Linked DNA regions of Mus musculus: region 1 is linked to region 2. A link is a contact called in public Hi-C data. All regions are on one chromosome and are shown on one strand. The core of a region is the stretch at or near the end of the contact, and the rest is flanking DNA. Distances in the headings are between cores, read along the strand shown. Region 1 overlaps Lpp (LIM domain containing preferred translocation partner in lipoma). Region 2 overlaps Lpp (LIM domain containing preferred translocation partner in lipoma).

The links. A called contact is a pair of places that touch in the nucleus more often than the background predicts.
Region 1: a contact with region 2 is called in a Hi-C map of regulatory T cells, with 2.0 times the contacts expected there. The contact joins two enhancer-like sites. A contact is called at or near these places in 1 of 15 datasets of contacts at CTCF or cohesin (CD8 T cells), 5 of 484 Hi-C or Micro-C datasets (B cells, LSK cells, bone marrow-derived macrophages and 1 more) and 5 of 115 datasets of contacts at active chromatin or transcription factors (CD8 T cells, bone marrow-derived macrophages, effector CD8 T cells and 2 more).

Annotation. Positions count from the first base shown.
Region 1 is chr16:24,912,439-24,916,731 of GRCm38.p6, reverse strand. The region is part of intron 10 of Lpp (LIM domain containing preferred translocation partner in lipoma); the gene reads right to left. Among named protein-coding and RNA genes, the nearest start is that of Gm52245, 27 kb to the left of the region's middle. Within about 2 kb of position 2,846, at least 143 of the 459 cell types and tissues checked have an H3K27ac peak or open chromatin away from gene starts, as enhancers often do. A contact at or near this core is called in B cells, CD8 T cells, bone marrow-derived macrophages and 2 more, where this site is marked.
Region 2 is chr16:24,627,872-24,632,342 of GRCm38.p6, reverse strand. The region is part of intron 5 of Lpp (LIM domain containing preferred translocation partner in lipoma); the gene reads right to left. Among named protein-coding and RNA genes, the nearest start is that of Mir28a, 200 kb to the left of the region's middle. Within about 2 kb of position 2,827, at least 111 of the 459 cell types and tissues checked have an H3K27ac peak or open chromatin away from gene starts, as enhancers often do. A contact at or near this core is called in B cells, CD8 T cells, bone marrow-derived macrophages and 2 more, where this site is marked.

The DNA.
Region 1 (4,293 bases), core at 1,597-4,096, 280 kb before region 2:
GCAATTTATAGCCATGGCTGCTCTTCCAGAGGACCTGGGTTCAATACCCAGCACCTACAAGGTACTAACTCCAGTCCTAGGATATGTTATGCCCTTATCTGTCCTTCACAGTACCAGGCACAAATAGGGTACACAGACTTATAGAATACATGTAGAATTCCCATACATGTAGAATAAATAAATTCATTAATTTAAAATAAAGAAAATCTATATTTTGATTTGGACATTAAAAAAAAAAAAAAGCAGCCCGTGTTCTGGCTTCTAGTTACCTGCTTGATTTGGAATGCTAATAATTCTTGTCTTTACTCCCTCACATCTTTTCCCAGGCAACAGTCAAATAAAATTACCAATTATTTTTGGAGTCTTTTTGATAGGCCCTTTGAGGAGAACCCCAACTGCCATAGCCAGTGTCCCCTTTCAGCTGGAAGGAGCCATATCAGTGACCATCCCAATTCCACAATAGCATTAAGGGATGCATCTTCATAGGAGAAAGGAGATGAGAAGACACGGATATGAGGAAGAAACTGGCCAGCTCAGGAGACTGCAAAGACCTCAAGGAAAACCAACTGTTCTCTGTCCAAGTTGGCCAAGACAGACATTGTAAACGTAACTTTTATTCTCCGGTAGTAACTGTTGTCTCCAAAGCTTACTGCCTCCTTCAGCTAATCTAGGCCTAGTTTTGGAAGCTTCTAGCCTCTGTACAATCTAATCTGGGGCTAGAATGTTTCCTGAGACTTACTGCTGAGCAAATTCATCCTTTCTTGGTCTTCCTGAACCCTAGCTGGCTGGTTCAACTCTCCTGTCCTGCTCTCCATGAACTCTAGAATATCCTGTACTGTGCGCTTTTCTTCCGGTGCTGTCTGTCTCTCCATTAAGCAGCTTTCCTTTCCCCCTCCTCTCTTTGGAGAGTTGGGCATATCCTATTCTGTCAAATCTTTCTCTGATTCATCACGTTTCCTGCCACTCAATTCAAACATGAGTGCTTCCTTCTACAAGCTAATGTTACCTTCATTGTTTGGGACTAAAGGTGTGTGCGAAGGGTATGTTTGTATTCCAGCCAGATGGATTAAAGGTATGTGCTAAGATCTGAACCACACCCTAACTAGAAGCAGGTTCAAGTATCCCGTACCAAGAAGTGTCCTTGGGCCTCATGATACACTCATCCTTGCCAGAGGCTTAGAGATGCCAAAAATGTTTAGGAGTCCTCATTCTTGATATGTTTCTTAAATGACTTTAAGGTCGCCTCTCCTAAAAAAGCAATGTTAGTGTAGCAACAAAAACTCCTTTATGAAAAAAAAAAAAACTTATGGTCACATGAATAGCATCTCTAGCCTGGGTGTAGACCTCACATCACAGTTGGAATGTGCCAATCATTTGGCCAAGGGATCCCCTCTTGAAAGGCAGCTCATCCCTCACCACTGTGAACAGTCAGATGGAATAGTAACTCTTTAATGAGATGCTGCAGCTTTCCTTACCATAACTCCTGTTCTTAGTGTAGAACCTTACCAGGCCACAGCCATACAGCTTTGCAATGGAAGTCTGCCTGCTGTTCTGAATCATTCAGACAAGGGTAATGTCTCCCTTTCTTTTCTATAGGAGAGGAAGGAGGAGGAGGAGGGGGAAAAGGGGAGGAGGAAGAGGAGGAGGAAGAGGAGGAGGAGACCTGTGTCACAGAGCAAGACAGAAAATGATCACTTTGAATCAATTTTCAAAGACAAGATGATGCTGGAATTGGTCATATAGCATTTAGGCATAAAAATGTGAACAAGATATTTCAGTACCAGGCATAGAATCAGAAAGGCAAGGTCAAACATGATTTCTTGGGGACTATAAAGGAGGCCAGGATCAGTATAGTATTAGACAGAATGCATGGGGTCAGACAACTGGGGTCAAACACAAACCTAATTCACAGAATTTCTACATGTAAAGGTTTAGACAATTCTATGATTTTAATTTATGAGCAACAATTAGTGTGTAGGAACAGTCACACATGAGGCATCATGGAAAGACAGACTGGACTGACTTACATACGTTACAGCCACTTGAATTGTCCCTCACTCCTATGGCATGTGGCAGTCTGGGAAAGAACATGCTGGGAGCCTGACTCTGGCTTTCTAGCAAACTATGACAAAGACAGGCTTCATGCTCTGCCGGCTTCTGTCCTGTTGTGCTTTGCCAAGTCACTGAAGCCCACAACCCTTGGTCGGCTCAGAGCCCAGAGCTGTATCTGTGTTTCCAGGACAGCTAGCTAAACACAATGCCTCTCAGAGCTACTCTATTTCTTGAGGAGAAAACACAATCAACAAATTTGTTGTCAGGGCAGATTTGTGAGGCTGGCAGTTTGAGATCTAATTTTAAAGCTTGTCCAAATTTTGGAGAGGAAACCTGCCATTTCAACAGGAAGAAAAGGAATGAAGATTAAGGAGGTCTAGCTCAGTCAGGATAGATATTTTTTTAAAAGATTATAAAAGGGGGAGCACCATGGCTCACACTGTACAGAAAAGTGGAGTATGCTGGCTTCAGAAGGATTTACGCTGGACCTCTTTCTGGAAACAAGTGCCAGGAAGTCATCTGTAATAAGCATTGCCTAACAGACAAAAAGACAGGGATGGCTCCAAGTTCAAGGTGTCTCTCCTAAATCATGTGATAGAAAATGCAGATGTGTTCACATCTGGAGCAGGAAACATGGTTTACTCTTTAGGTTGTATTTTAGCTGAGCCATGCTTTAATTTAAGCTCCTCTTTCTTTCAGCTTTAGAAAGTAAGGCGCTTCACAGAGAGAGATATGGAACACGGGGTGTGGCTAAAACCCACAACACTCAGGGAGCAGATTCTCTGTTCACTTACTCATGGTGCTGCCTCCGCCTCTTCCCTGCTGCCAAAGACCTTTCAGGAAAAGCTGGTAATGGATGAGTGTGTAAGAAATAATGAAATAGCTAAGCAGTCTTTGCCTTTTGGGAGAAAGCCCAAAGTCCTTAGCAAGACCTCTGTCCATCTCAAAACCCGCCTTACTTCAAGCTGCTCTCTCGGTCTCTGACCACAGTGGCCTCTTTCAGGTCCTCAAGTCAGCAAGTTCCACTGCCTGAGACGTCTAACCTCCTGTCCACTCCTCAGCTCAGTAAGGCATCACTTCCTTAGGAATGAGTGCCGTGACCCTTCTGTCTGTTCTTTATTGGAAATGAAAATCCTAAACCAGACTGAAAGTCTGCTTCACTGACTGTTCAACATCCACAGCTTACAAACAGCAGCCTCCTAGATGAGTTTTGTTAATAGGTAAATATATTTTTTCCTTCCCAAAAAATAAGGTGTCCCCAATTTTCAAAACAGAGAAATTAGAGGTTAAATTACCTAACTGGGGTGAACCAAGAACATATGTTTTAGTCACTGGTTCAAATTAGATTATTATAAGGAACACATATAGGAACAATATATAAGTTTATTTTACTTAGAGAAAGCTAAATCAACCACAGTTTGTTCTGAGGTACCACAGCTTCCTGTTTCAGACTGAACCACACCAATACGAATGGCTCTGGAATGGTGACAGAGAGCAAAGACAGGCTAGACATGCATCGAAGCATCCCTGCTTTGTGGCTCAGCTTAGTCATACTTCCAACCGTGTCTTGTAATTATCACCTGAGTCCCAGCCCATGGAGTATGGTAGAAGGAACATGGGGTCACTCTTCCAGGATGGCAATCAGCTGCAGCTCCTGATGAGACCCTGGCCACCATCTTTCCTCCTGTGTCCAAGGCTAAGGCTGTAGCCTGTGGGCCTTAGAGCTCTAGAGCAATGGTAGACCTGGCAGCAAAGTGGGTTCATGTCCCTGAGTCCACAAGTGGAAACCAACAAGGAGCCATTATTGAAAAAATAACTATTGTATTAAAGCACTAAGTTTTTAAATATGCAATAATAATATAACATAACATCAAAAACATATAGATGTAATATGTTGTCATTAATTTAACTAGTATTGGTGTGCTTATACACACACACACACACAGACACACACACACACTACCACCACTATGTGTGTATGGTGGTCAGAGGATAATTTTGGGCATCTGCTCTCACCTTCACCATGGGCTCCAGGCATGAGGGCAATAGCCTTGTGAAGCAAGCACTTTAAACTACTGAGCCCTGGGCCTGGCCTTGATGTTTATTGAGTTCCCTTCAATGTAAAGGTCATGGCCAGATCAGCACCAGCCTAAGGCTCTGATTTCTGGTGCAGCAGTCCTTCCTTCACTGCATAGACTAATTTCTGTCACTTTTCTCCTTTGTGCTGGGGCTTTTTTTCTT
Region 2 (4,471 bases), core at 1,578-4,077:
AGGCGCACACAACACAATGAACAAACAAATGTCAAACAAACTTCTTTCAGGGAAAGGTGAGGTCTCATCTCACTCAGATTCATGCTACGGATTTTAGAGGATATCTCTTTGCCCAGGTTGCTGATATGATACATTATCACATGGAATGTAATTTTTACAAATCATTACCAAGTATTCAAATTTTAGCAAGCAAAAGGAGTAATGAGGGGTGGTGGTATAGACAGTGGGAAGAAGGTGCTGCAGACACAGTTACTGATAGAAAGGGGAAATCAGCATCACATGTGACAATACATCCACTCTCTCAGGCTGGACAACAGCACTCCTAAGTCTCTCCATCCTGGGACCCAGTGAGGCTTCCACACTGATCCAGTCACTTCCTAGTCTCACTCCTAACCACAAAAGCTGTTCAGAAGAGCAGCATCCTCGGTGTCTGTCTGTTCTTCCCAAAAGACATCGCCTAGAATCTGTCACCTTTTAGACTGCCATGGGAAAGTATCGGGCTTTTAGGTGACAGATGCCTTGTCTTGAAGGGCAATGTAGGCTCTCTGTATCAGTGACCAGAGCAGGTATGATCCTCTTTACTATGTCATCAGCTTAAACTAAGACACTTAGAAAGCTCCCACTAGAACCACACCAGACGTTTCCACACCCAGGTAACTAAGCCATTTGCCACTTTTATATCTGGGTAACTTAATAATCTTCCAGCAACTACTAAGCATCTACAACCCGCTGGGCATTGTGGTACACTTATTACATGAAAAAGTGACTTGTGGCGGTTAAAGCTGAATATAGAGAATATCTGTGTGCACTGGCTGCCCACATGGCATATGACACGGGACAGGACAGTGAGCAGTTCCCCACATACCGTTAGGTACTGTGGGAAATGTGCAGCAGTAGACTTAGGGATTGGAGTTATAGGATTCAATTCTGATGCTGTACTCTCCAGGGAACAGTTATCAACACACAGAGACAACTGCAATGCAAAGTTCTATAAAGATTTACTGGGCTGACAAACACAAACCCACTGTAGAGTTACTTATATTTAAAAACTTAAGCATGCATCTTCCAAATCTGATCCCCTCTGGGCATGCAAAGTATCATCTGATAAATGCAAAACAACATGCCCTGTGCCAGAGCACACTGACTGCTGACTCTCAAGGTTGAAATCATGAAAGGAAAAAAAAATAAAACCCTCTGAGTTCTTTGCAGCAGCAATCACAAAGGCAACTGTTCAACGTATAACAGGAAAATTCTGAAAATTACACATATAAAAGTATATGCACCTAAATGTGTGACATATGAAAAGGCATATAAACACATGCTTCGACTTGGAAGGATGGAAGAAAGAATTTCTTATTACAATCTTTTTCTGTTGCAGCAAGTTTTCAAGCCCTCTATTAAACAAAGGTTTCTAAGCTAGAAGAAGACACAGGGAGGAAGGAATGGGATGTCTAAGTTGTTGTTTTCATGGACAGAATGAAGAAAGGATTGGCACTAATGCCCAAAGGTCAGGCAAGACCATTAAATGGTGACAGTACTTAACATTACTGCGGGTAAGAACAGCAGTCAGCAGTACCAGATAAATGTCTGACTTTAATGAGAGCATGAATTGATATCTAGGGAATATGATAGCATAATTCTTACTTAATGTTTTGTCAGCAATCATATAAAAATATGAGATGTATGTAACTGAAACAGCATATTTACATCTGGTTTCCTATATAAAGAAAGCTGACAGGAACTCCTAGACTGTATGGCTCTTCTTTATCCATCATAAAAGACTGGAAGAAAATCCTAGAAGGAAATGCTATGTGGCTACTTTATAAGTAGCAGAAAGATCATTTATTTATGATAACATTTAGTAAGTGCTTACTAAGTACCAGGCACTATTAAAAGAGTTTTTAAATATAATACCTAGCCTTCAAAATAAGCAGGAACTGTTCCTCTACCCTTTCCTACACCAGAGATCCAGAGAAGTTCACTCACTGGTCAAATAACCACATAGTTAGCATTTCTCAAACAGTGAACAGCTACTATTTATCCCATACTGTACCAGGAAAATAGAAAGGCAGTGAAGAGTAATGTCAAAAGGAAGACATTTATAATTCAGAAAAAATTCACAGTCAGATACCTAAAAAATCAGCTAAGGAAGAATATAAATTATAAGGCAAAGTGGAAAATACAAATCCTACAGAAAACACATGGTTAAACTCCATTTCTGTTTTTAAAAGAATGAATTTCTAGACAAAATTGGGGTTGAACAACGTATGGAATTAAAATGACTAAGCTTACTCTACGCAGCCTTGATCCACATCAGCTGAGGCTAGACATCCTTAGGATGAGCTCACAGTCTGAAGTCCTTGGACATGACAGGTAACTGTGTAATAGCAGTCACAGTCATGGGAATGGAAGCTTCCTTAGAGCAGGTCCCAAGTTCATGAGGAGAACTGAGCAAAACCTCAGAGACGCCAAGACACATGGAGAGAATTAATGTGTGGATGGCCCCATCCAGTCATTGCCGAGTGAGCAGAGGGGTGACAGTGGGACTCTAAGCTGGCACACACCTCATGTGCACTGAAATTCTGACCCCCAGACAGTAACTGCTGAAGCCCCTGCCCTGAGCTGTAACTGTGCAAGGATGTGTTCCTGGAATGTTTGCTCAACATCAGCAGGTCAGAGAACTCCTACCAGAGACCATATCACTGATCTAGCGTGGCAAGGATTTCACGAACACTGAGAAGCAAAACCTGAACTTTTGTACAATCCCCACCATCACAGGAAGCACACAGTCGACCACAAATACTGTATTTTCTAGAACTTTCTTAAGAACTATAAAGTAACCCATTTGCAGAAGTTGTTGATTTTGTGCATGGGGACTGCACTGTTTGTGAGATTGAGGAAGCAAACGAAGGCTGATTTCCTGGGGTGAGTCACGGCCGTAACCCCCTTTTACTGTATTAATAGAACGGGGGGGGGGGGGGAATTTTCCAGGAAACATGTATTACCACAAAGACCAAAATAGAAAAAGGTGGCGGGTGACTTAATCACTAAACAGAGAAGAGTAGTCCCCTATCTTTATCAGAACAAGAAAACAATAAATCAAACCAACACATTTTGAAATGTGTTAACATCTTCACAGTTCCAGAGCTCTGTTTTAATATCACACAAGATTTTGTATTAGCAGAAATTCCATGAAAACTCTAGGCTGATTACAGATGAACAAAATTTCTGAAGAATTAAGTAGACTCTCTTGAAATAGTCAAACATCCACTTGTTCCTTTGAGCCTGAAATTAACAATGTATACCAACTGTGTGCCAGACTCCTGTCTTCAAGAACCAAATAGCTGATGAGAAAGTCACAGCCCTAATGAAGTCCAGTCTCTGCTGCCTGCCATAGCAACTCTTTTCATCCTGCTTCTGGAGGATTCCACAATGACAGCTCAAACACTAGTTCTGATCTCAGCCTCAGGATCAGAACTGTGTTGACTCTCATGAACATGGACACCTACAAGACTCCACTCTGGCTCCTGTCTTTCCTTGCCTCATATCGGGAAGAAAGCACTGTGGCCATGACAAGGGTAGATCAGCATCAAGTGAAAGACACTAACAAAACAATTTCTTAAAATTAACGTGACAACTGAGAGAGGAGGATCAGGAATGATATCTAGAACATGGTTAATACTAAAAAATCTTTACTATAGGTCATGTTACTATTATTAAAACAGTGATGACAAGAAGGAGAGGCTCAGTTTGTCACAGGGACAGAAGCAACTGTAAGGACATGCGTTCAGCTACCCTTTGTCTATGTCCTCACTTAGGATCCATCACATATCACAATGAAACTATGTGAGACACAAGAACACAAGTAGTGTGGTTTTCCTTTGGTTTATTTATGCAGGGTAGGATTTGAACCCACCACCTTAACAGTTGTTTGGCAAACCTTCTACTACTGAGCTATACACTCCCAGCCCCACACAGGATAATATACCAGGAACTGTCAGTAGACTACACCTGAACTCATGTGTCCATTGTTCAAGATCAGTGGGTATGGCTAGGAGAAAAATCTGTGCAACCATCTCTACCTCCTCCAGTACATAAAACCCTCTTATCTAATCAGTTCTAAATATCCTTCCAGAGCTGCCCGGGTTCAGTTCAGGGAAGCAGGCAGTAAATATCTGAATCCTCCAGCACGTTTCCCCATACAGTTATATCTATGAAGACCTTGACTGTAGGGACTATAGGAAAGACACATGACCAGTAACAAGGCAATGGGAATTCAAATTATTTTGTCACTTCGAATACTTTAATAAGCCACTGCTAGAAATGTTGGGCTAGATTCTTATACTATCACATTTAATGAAAACATAAACTTATGTCAGTCCTTAGTTAATGAACAATACAGAGTGACCTGGGGATGAAGAATTGATGCAGAATTAAGTGTTCTTACTGTTCTGCGGGGAAGACCACGTTT